3 separate regions of the Mus musculus genome follow, and all the other regions are linked to region 2. A link is a contact called in public HiChIP or PLAC-seq and promoter capture Hi-C data. All regions are on one chromosome and are shown on one strand. Each heading gives the region's core, a stretch centred on a gene start, on an enhancer-like site or on the middle of the called end of the contact. The rest is flanking DNA. Distances are from core to core; before and after follow the strand shown.

Region 1 (3,096 bases), core at 530-3,029, 380 kb before region 2:
CCCACCCTGCATCTCCACTGGCTAAACTCAGAAGAATACGACAGGAGCCCAAGATTTGGTATCTCAGCCTTCTGCTGGATTGAACCACACAAGTCAGGACTGAATATGACTCTAATCTGATTTACAAATACCACTAGAGAAAAGAGTGCATGGCATTCGTGGGGTCCAGCTCTTCTGCCTCCTCCCTGTGAAGGCCAAGCAACAGAGACATCTATGTTCTCAACTCTTCTGGCCTCCACATGCAAGTCTCCTCAAGTGGGTACAGCCCCTCCAGTCCCTCAGGATTGAGGCCACCCCCACCACCTTTCCCACAGGAAACTGTGGTCTGTCAGCATCCAAACTTGGATATTACAATTTGCTTCTTAAGAGCATAAATGAGCATGGCAGAATAAGGTTAGTTCTCAACACAGAACTTGAACTAAAAGAAGAGAGGTAGAAGCCCAGAATCGGGGAGCAACAGGGCCTCCTGCGGGAGAGCAGTGAGGCTGTGGCAGCTGGAAACCTGTTGTTAATCCAGAAAATAGAAAAAGCTGTATGTGAAGAATCCTTCTTGATTCTGAACAAGGAAGTATTTAAATTGATTCCCCTGTGCTAAGTTGTGCCAACTACTTATGTAAGGGGCAACACTATGCAAGGAGAATTCAGTTATGCTTCAGAAAGAATTTCCTATCAACCTCAGCTAGAGGGACTCAAGTTCTTTATACTGTAGGCCAGTCTACATGGAGGGCACTGAAAACCTCCACCTTGAAAACCTTCAGCTGAGATGCAGGTTTCTCTTCCAAATTTGAAACTTCACTTTTACGTCCTCAGAAGCTTTTCGAAGGTGCCCTCTCCCCACCAAATACCGAAGAGTACAAACTCCAAAATTAAAAACAAAACCCAGCTATGCTGAGATCACAAACTATGTCTGTGACTACCAAGGCCGGCCCAGTGCATTACCCAGCTCTGGAAGTCAGAGACCCAGCCTGGGAGGAACTTTCGCAGATGCCACCTCAGCATGGCCCTCCCACCGGCCAAGAGCGCCCGCGGGCGGGGACAGGCTTAAAGGGACAGTATCCTGCTCGGCCTCCCTGCCTTTCATCCAAATTCGGTATTTTTCCGTAATGTATTTTTCACCCATGGACCCTGGGGCGCATCCAAGTAGTACTTGGGCCGGGAGTCCTCCAGTGACCACGTAGCCAGACGCCGCAGGTGAAGGTGCAGCAAGGCACCGCGCGGGACATAGGGGCCCCGGGTGAAGATCCCAGCTTGACGCGAACTAGGGCGCCACTGACCTAGCTAGGTCCGGTCCACAGCCCGTACGGCCGGGCCGAGCTGGGGGGAAGGGGTGCGGGGGAGGGGCCGGCTCGGCAGCCCACGTCACCAACCTGGCCAGGTCGTTCCCCTCCCCCATCGCGGCGGCCCGCCCGGTGAGCTAGAAGTCCAGGCGGTCCGGGCCCGCAAGCAGACCCGCGGCGCGTGGCGGACTTGGGAAAGTTTCTGCGCTCCGGCGCGGCCATGCGCAGAGTGACACGTAGCGGCCCCCGCCCGTCGCGGTAGCTGGAGACCAGGAGCCTGTGCGGCCGGGGAGCTGAGGAACCGACCCCAGCCGTGCTCAGCGGCGACCCCCCGCCGCCCCGCCCCTGGCACCCCCGCCCACCAGCTCGCCCGATCCTCACTCGTGAGTGTGACCACCCGAGAGTCTGTCCGTCTGTCGCTGCCGCTGCGCGGGAGAAGCCGGGACGCTCCGAGGCGCGGCGCCCGGGCCGCCGCTGCTATATAGGGCGGAGGCTCCAATCCCGCCGAGACACGTCAGACCGGCCGCCCGCCCCGCCCGCTGCGGGGTCCCTACAGCGCCCGGGAGCGGACCAACTCTTTAAGAGTTCTGCGGCCTGACAGGGGGCGAGGAGTTGGTAAGTTAATTACCTACAGAGAACAGGCAGGCCCCAGAGCCAGAGGTGCCAGAGTTGAGGCCACCAGAAACTGTGTCACCAAAAGAGAAAAGAAAGCTCTGAGGACCTCAGACAGCAGACAGCCCGGAAAACCATTTTACCATCCCCTAGAGCACCCCCTGATGGAACACATTCTCATTCTCTTCGGGATCTCTTCCTCCTGCTCCCACCTCTACTGCAAATCCTTACTCCATTCCTCAATGTCCAACACAACAAACTCCAAAACTTTCGAAGCCCTCTACACAGTATTATTCAGTGTCCCATATGTACAGACCAGCCTGCAGTGAATTCCTACCTCTCCCATACTCAGTTGGGACAGAGCAGAACCTCTGCCCTCAGAATGCTTCCTCCTTTGAAAGGACTAGTTCTGCCCTGTTGCGTTTATTGACAACTACTTGAAGAATTTGTACACAATCATTATTTTGAACCTCTCCTGAGGTGACATGAGCACACTTCTGACCTATACTGGACAGTGATATGCAGTGATATGCATCAGCACAGAATAGGCTAGTAACCAACAGCAGATGCCCCCACCTTCTTTTCCCCACTTCTGACAACTTTTCACTGTGTAGATTTGTCTCAGCTTCCTTCTCTAGTGTTTGGATTACAAGTGTGAGCCACCAGGTCTGGATAATATGTGCCTTTCTTGTGGGACAATGGTATGTGGAAGGGCTGAAGAGGCCTTCTGTAGTTGTCATTCTAAGGCTTACAAGCATTTGCAGCAGTGAACAAAATAAGCAATCAGACTTAGTATGTACTTAGAAGGTAGCAGCACGGTGATGGGCTCTTGATTGAGGGACTGGGAAGAGCTGCCCTAACTAGACTTTAGACTGAAGGACAAGGGGGGAAAATGGAATGTGCTGGAAAGAATGGGGATGGGGCTGCTGAATAGGAAACTATCTGAAAGTTGAGGTGTCAGAATTGAGAAGTCCAGGAGCCAGTAATGCGGCTGACAGGAACACCACAGTTCTTCATGACATAAATCTCTGAAGGTACTGCTTAAAAGACCAGAGGGCATTTCCAAGCTGCCAGCATAGTCACCGAGTGATAGAGCTTCTTAAAGCCTCTGTAGGCACCAAGTTGTCTTTCCTTCTGTGTTATTATTACTGTGCAAGGTGTCTTTCCCTGGTGATTAACCAACCAGCAACTAGAAGAAATGTTTTTG
Region 2 (2,955 bases), core at 113-2,612:
GAAACAGCCCAGTAGAAGCCTCTGGAATGTCCTTTCAACTAGTATGTGTTAACCATGTCCCAATGCCCCTGTCTGATAAACCTGGGAGGGTGAGCAGACCTGAGGGAATTGCTCTTCTGGAGGTACAGCTGTACCTTGATCCCTCCCAGCACACACTGTGTAGCTGTTGATCCCTAAATGCTGCATTCTCTTTTCTTTTTGGTTTATCTGTGTAGTTCTGGCTGTCCTGGAACTTGCTCTGTAGACCAGGCTGGCCTTGAACTCAGAGAGATCTGCCAGCCTCTGCCTCCCAAGTGCTGCGATTAAAGGCATGCACCACCACCACCCAGCATATTCTTATATCCAGTTTGCAAGGACTACCACAGTGCCTTGGCTTTTAGTTGGCACCACTATACCTCTCTGTTCTTGCCTCAGCTTCAGGAGCCTCCTGCTCTTCCCTGGTACAGAGATCTAAAGTAATTATCTTAACATCTTAAAGAAGGTACTTCCAGGCTTGTTCCTCGATGGGAAACGGAAGTGGTTAAGTTGGGAGAAGTGACAGTTTCTGGAGCTGCCCCAGGAAACTGGGAGATGAACCCTGTTTCAGATACCAGGTCTGTCCAGCCAGCAAAATGGAAACTACTGGGGTTATTTATAGCTGAATATAGCTGGGGGATGCTGAAGTAACAGAATAATTGCAAGAAATAGCAATTACCTGTTACCTAGGGCTGGGAGTTGAAGGGAGACAGTATAATTCAGACTCAGCCCAGGAAAACTACTGCTGGGCTGCAGCTCTGTGCCTTGGATTTGCTAAAAGTTACTGCGTACCTGCTTGAGGACTGGGTGGCTGGGCCTGGCCCCAGGAGGTCAGGGATGCTCTGTAGAGCTGGGCTGGCCTTTGTGATCCCTATGGTTAAGCCTCGGGCTTTTGTTGTTTCTTTGAGGGTTGGGCAGAGTCGTGTCTGCTGATGGACCAGTGACTCTAGGTGAGACGGGAAGCCCGGGGAAGAGAGGAAGAGGGCAGAGATTCGTAGGATCGATAGAAGGAGATCGAGGGAGACAGAAATGCCTGGGGAAGAGAGGAGCTTCTAAGGGTGACAGTGGCCCCTGCGGAAAAAGCCACAGTGAACTGAAGATGTGACCGCTTATCTTTTGGGGCTAGTCGGGTGGACCACAATGAGGCCAGTTGGGAAAAGTGCGTGGAGTCGGATTTTGGTCAAAGCAGGATACTCGCCACTTTGGGACCTGGGGGGCACTCAGGTTGGGTCAGCAGGAACATAAACAAGGCCGAAGGTCTGGGAAGGGCGGGGCACACTCAGCAGGGTGGAGTGAGGTAGGAAGGGCGGGCTGACACACATGCGCAGTCTCTCGCTCCACCCCTCTAGTTCAGGCCTACGGTTCTGCAGGGGTGGGAAGCAGGGTGCGGGTGCGGACTCGGTCTTTGCACTCGGACGGAAGCTAGGGTGCGTAGTGGGCTAGCTGTAGTTCCTGGGTGGAGGGTGCTGGTGTCTGAGTCTGTGCAGTCCGGGCTGTGGCCTGTCAAGTGATTGCACAGGTCAGGTGTGAGTTGGGATTGCCGGCAGGGCGAACCTAGTCGCATCGCTTCTCACTTACACCCACGGGCCGTGTGGGCTGGGAGTGCAAATAGTTGGTCCTCCTTGACGTCACAACACATGGCGCATGCGCATGCTCTGCGCATGTCGTGTTGTGTTTTTTCGTCTCAGGTAAGGCGGAAGCAGCAGCCAAATAGAGCGAGCCTTCAGTTGGAAGGCGGCCTCTTCTGGATAGCTACCAGTGTGCGGGCCGGTTTCCTTCCCTTCCCTCTTTTAAGCCATTTTTTGTTGATGTACCCAGGTTTTGTAAAACTGGTGGCAGAGTATTACGTAAAATGTAAAATTCTCCTTTCAATTGTGTTTGGGTGCACAATTCCGGGATACCTTCCTTTTTCTTGCAAAAGTTAAAATACAATGAATGCCCTGGAGAGCCAGCACCGCCCATAGGTATTCACTCAGTGGAGTCTCGGGACTGTAATACTGCAGGGCGAAACATTAAGAACCGAACCCTCCTAAGACTCCAGTCCTCTGCATCCTGCAGCCCCAAGCCGCCCTGTTCTCTAGGCCAGCGAGTCTCAACGTTCCTTGACCACTGGGACCCTCGTGTTTCCGTGAACCCCAACCATAAAACGTTTTCAATGTTACTTCATAACTAATTTTGTTACTGTTATGAAGCACAATGTAAAAAATCTGATGTGCATTATGTCTGATATGTGACTCTCCCAAGGGGTCGCGACCCACAGGTTGAGAACAGCCGCTGTAGGCGGCTTTGTGTAGGTGACTTCAGATGGGGTGCAGAGGTTATTGTGGGGCTTTCTCATTGCTTCATTGCTTACGAATCGCAAATTCAATCTCTCTCCCCCCCCCCCTCCCAGCCCCCTCTCAAGAGCAGGAACAATGGTGCTCCCTCTGGTGTCCAGATGGTCTGCAAGGGTCCTCTGGGCATCTCCAGGATGGAGGAGGACCTACACCCAGAGAGCTTGTGTGGGGTTGAAGCGGCTGGGTTGCCCTCGGGGTGTGTACAGCCCCTTGGCTCACAGAGCATACTCCGTGGTAGCTGGCGGCCCAGAGGTGACGCTGACCCCTGAGCGATATCCGGTGCAACGGCTGCCGTTTTCTACTGTGTCCGAGGAGGACCTGGCTGCATTTGAATGCATCATACCTGGCAGAGTTATCACAGATCCAGAGCAACTGCAGACATGCAACGTTGACTGGCTGAAGACCGTCCGGGGTGAGCCAGGACGTGGGCGAGGGGAACAGATTCCTCGTCCGCTTGCCTCATATCCCTTTGATGACACCACCAAGGTCTTCTGAGAATAAAATCGGCAGATTAAAAGGTGTAGCACTTGGCTAAAGTGAGCACTTGTGGACACGGCTGCCTGCATCTGCTCAGCTTCTTCTTAGCTGGCTCTCACCAAGGGCA
Region 3 (2,914 bases), core at 238-2,737, 270 kb after region 2:
ACTTTAAGAGCCTCCTCATCCTAGCAGCCTTGAAGTAAGTCTTCTCCAGTTTGCCTTTGGAACAAGATGTAGAACTCTCACCTCCTCCAGCATCGTGCCTATCTGGACCCTGCCATGCTTCCTACCTTGATGATAATGGACTGAACCTCAGAACCTGTAAGTCAGCTCCAGCTAAATGTCCTTTGTAAGAGTTACTTTGGTCATATGTGTCTGTTCACAGCAGTAAAACCCTAAGATATAGGCTGCCCTCAAAGGGGACTACATAGGTAAAAATGGCCTTGAATTCTTTATCCTCCTACTTCTGCCTCCTAGGTTCTAGGACCTTTGGTTTGGCACAAGTTCATTGTCAGTTCTCTTTTCTGGGATGATTTTGTGTGAGGAAATCCTGCTAATTAAGGTCATAGTCTACCATGACTGGATAGCTCCTCTGAACTTGCTGCAAAATGGAGGACTCCTTTTACCAGCAGGGCTTCCCCTTCTCTGACCTTGTGTGGGGATCTTGACCCTTGATAGCCTCTACCAGGGGTAGGTTGAGTATTCCTTGGCAAACCTACAAGTTCAACTTCCTCTTTCCTGATAAGAACCCATCCAGCAAGTACCTAGGATTCCTGGAATACCTCTTTATACAAATGAGGCATTCACAGAACTTTAAACTCTAGCCAATGGTTTTCATTGGATAAGGTCTCCATTTAAAAGAGTTAAACACTAAGATCATCAGAGAAGGCTTTCTCCCCCCCCCCCCCTGTCCCCCAATGCTCACTCCCAGCTGGTCTGGGACGCTGCAAACCCCACACATTCCAGAGTCTGCTTCATTCTTCTAGCCTTTGTGCAGTGGCATCTGGACATCCTGAGAGGGAGGAAGCAGAAGACATGGAACTACAGCTGGACCCCAACATACATACCACTATTTTGCATGTTCTCTGTTTCCTTTCCACCCACACGGAATTATTCACAACAATTTCTCCGTATTTGTCATATAGTTGACTGATGCCTCCCAGTCTCAATTCCTATCCTAATATTTCTGAGGTTTGATTTTCTAGGTTGATAAATGAAAATGACAAACCTCATGCATTCAGAGCCAGGTCAACACCAGAAGTACAGACTTCTTATTTGCTGGTTGTACCAATGAGCAATTTCTTGTTCTACCATTTGGGGTCGTCATGGCTAATGGTATGTTTAAAGTTTAATCCCTGTGTTTGAGAGATTTGAAAAATAAGAATGCGTCTAGTCTGTAACACTTCTAACCTATCAAGACTGTATTCTTCTGTCAGCCAGATTGCCCAAAGAAGGTAAATTCCTGGACTGTAAGGGCTATTCTTGTAACTGCCTGGCCTTGTATGATTTCTGTTCTCGCAAGATAACAAGTCACAATGGTAACTATGTGTTTCTGCTTCTATAAACAAATTGTATGCCCTTGATCACACATAGACAGGATGTGTGTTTGATTGCTGGTAGGTAGGAAGTATGTAGTCTCCTTACTGTATGAAGACAGGAAATATGTAGCTTTGTGGTTTTTGTCTTCACAAGTCCTGGGCTAATGTGACATGCTGCTGTGCCTTGAGGATATTGAATCTTGGGTCTAGTCCTGACACCAGAACCTGAGAATAAAGACTCCACTTTATTAAAAACTTGGACTGCTTAATCTCTGAATGACCACAGACTTATAGCATAGCTATGTGGGATGCTCCTTGTTTACAGATCCCTCTGGGTCTCTAATTTAGTTTCAGTCTGTATCCCTGTGGGTTTCCATTCACCTGGAGACAGATATTAGACCTTTTTCTAATGTGCTAATGAATCTGCCCACATGCTTTTTTTTGCTACTCACTTTCTGCTTGTGGAATGATATCTGTAGAAAACTCTGATACCTCTGCATGATCTTAGGGGCCCTACATGGCTTGCTTTGGGGGTAGATTTGTCTCCCTTTTCACAAAGCAGACTGAATAAGACAGTGTAGCACTCTTCTTTAGACTCATTTTAAAGTCTTCCTATCTTTGATATCCATGTTTTCACTGTCTGAATTTGTATCTGAGGTATTCTTAGACATATATTAGTTAGACATAATAAATACCAATAGAATAATCCACAGATAATTTCTGGATTGCACAGATGCATGCAAGATGGGTTTCTACTTTGTTTTCCTCCCTTCTACCTTCTAAGCTCAAGAAACAAAGTTTTGGGAAATTTAGCTCAAAGAAAAGATTATCATGTTTCTTTTTAAGACAAGAGTCCCAGGCTGACTTTAAACACAAAAGATGGTCTTGAGCTTCTGATTCTCATGCTGGTGTGCTGGGATTATAGGTATTCCTAGTTTATTCCATCTTGGGGATTAAACCCAGAGCTTCATGAATGGTAGGCAAATTCTCTACCAACTGAGCTACATCTCTAGCCCAAACATAGGTATTTTTAAAAAATTACTTGTGTGTTTATTGTAATTTTCCACCATATTTTGCCTTCTCCTTTCTTTAAAAGCAGTTTTTAAAAAAAGATTTATTTATTATTATATCTAAGTACACTGTAGCTCTCTTCAGATGCACCAGAAGATGGTGTCAGATCTCATTATGGATGGTTGTGAGCCACCATGTGGTTGCTAGGATTTGAACTCAGGACCTTCAGAAGAGCAGTCCGTGTTCTTAACTGCTGAGGCATCTCTCCAGCCCTAAAAGTAGTTTTAAAAAATATCTGTTTATAGGGATGCTGAAGTTGCTCAGTGGGTAGATATGCTTGTGCACAGGCATAACCTGAGTTTGAAGCCCTATCCCACAAGTTTGTAAGAAATAACTTACCCTGGAAAATTGTCATCTGACCTCTACAACATGTACTGTGGAATGAGAATGCCTGAAACCTACACATTCACACACACACATACACTCACTCACACACATGCATACACACAATATAATCACGTTCTTACACT

Evidence for each region. HiChIP or PLAC-seq counts read pairs in DNA pulled down with a chosen protein or histone mark. Capture Hi-C pulls out chosen DNA fragments and counts their contacts.
Region 1: a contact with region 2 is called in a promoter capture Hi-C map of adipose tissue. The contact joins the promoter of Hdlbp here to the promoter of D2hgdh in region 2. A contact is called at or near these places in 1 of 484 Hi-C or Micro-C datasets (nephron progenitors), 1 of 115 datasets of contacts at active chromatin or transcription factors (memory CD8 T cells) and 2 of 9 other capture datasets (adipose tissue and liver).
Region 3: an H3K27ac HiChIP or PLAC-seq map of the HPC-7 cell line shows a contact between it and region 2, with 6 times the contacts expected there. The contact joins the enhancer-like site here to the promoter of D2hgdh in region 2. A contact is called at or near these places in 1 of 39 promoter capture datasets (hippocampal neurons), 2 of 484 Hi-C or Micro-C datasets (LSK cells and granulosa cells), 11 of 115 datasets of contacts at active chromatin or transcription factors (the HPC-7 cell line, embryonic stem cells, epiblast stem cells and 5 more) and 3 of 9 other capture datasets (adipose tissue, embryonic stem cells and liver).

What each region holds. Positions count from the first base shown.
Region 1 is chr1:93,443,922-93,447,017 of GRCm38.p6, forward strand. Hdlbp (high density lipoprotein (HDL) binding protein) reads right to left here and starts at 1,780. Exons shown (of 28, transcript NM_001301364.1): 1 at 1,659-1,780.
Region 2 is chr1:93,823,878-93,826,832 of GRCm38.p6, forward strand. It overlaps D2hgdh (D-2-hydroxyglutarate dehydrogenase), which reads left to right and starts at 1,363. Exons shown (of 10, transcript NM_178882.4): 1 at 1,363-1,442; 2 at 2,408-2,763. The coding sequence starts at 2,430.
Region 3 is chr1:94,090,509-94,093,422 of GRCm38.p6, forward strand. No RefSeq gene overlaps it. Among named protein-coding and RNA genes, the nearest start is that of Pdcd1, 39 kb to the left of the region's middle. Within about 2 kb of position 1,488, at least 35 of the 459 cell types and tissues checked have an H3K27ac peak or open chromatin away from gene starts, as enhancers often do. A contact at or near this core is called in the HPC-7 cell line and memory CD8 T cells, where this site is marked.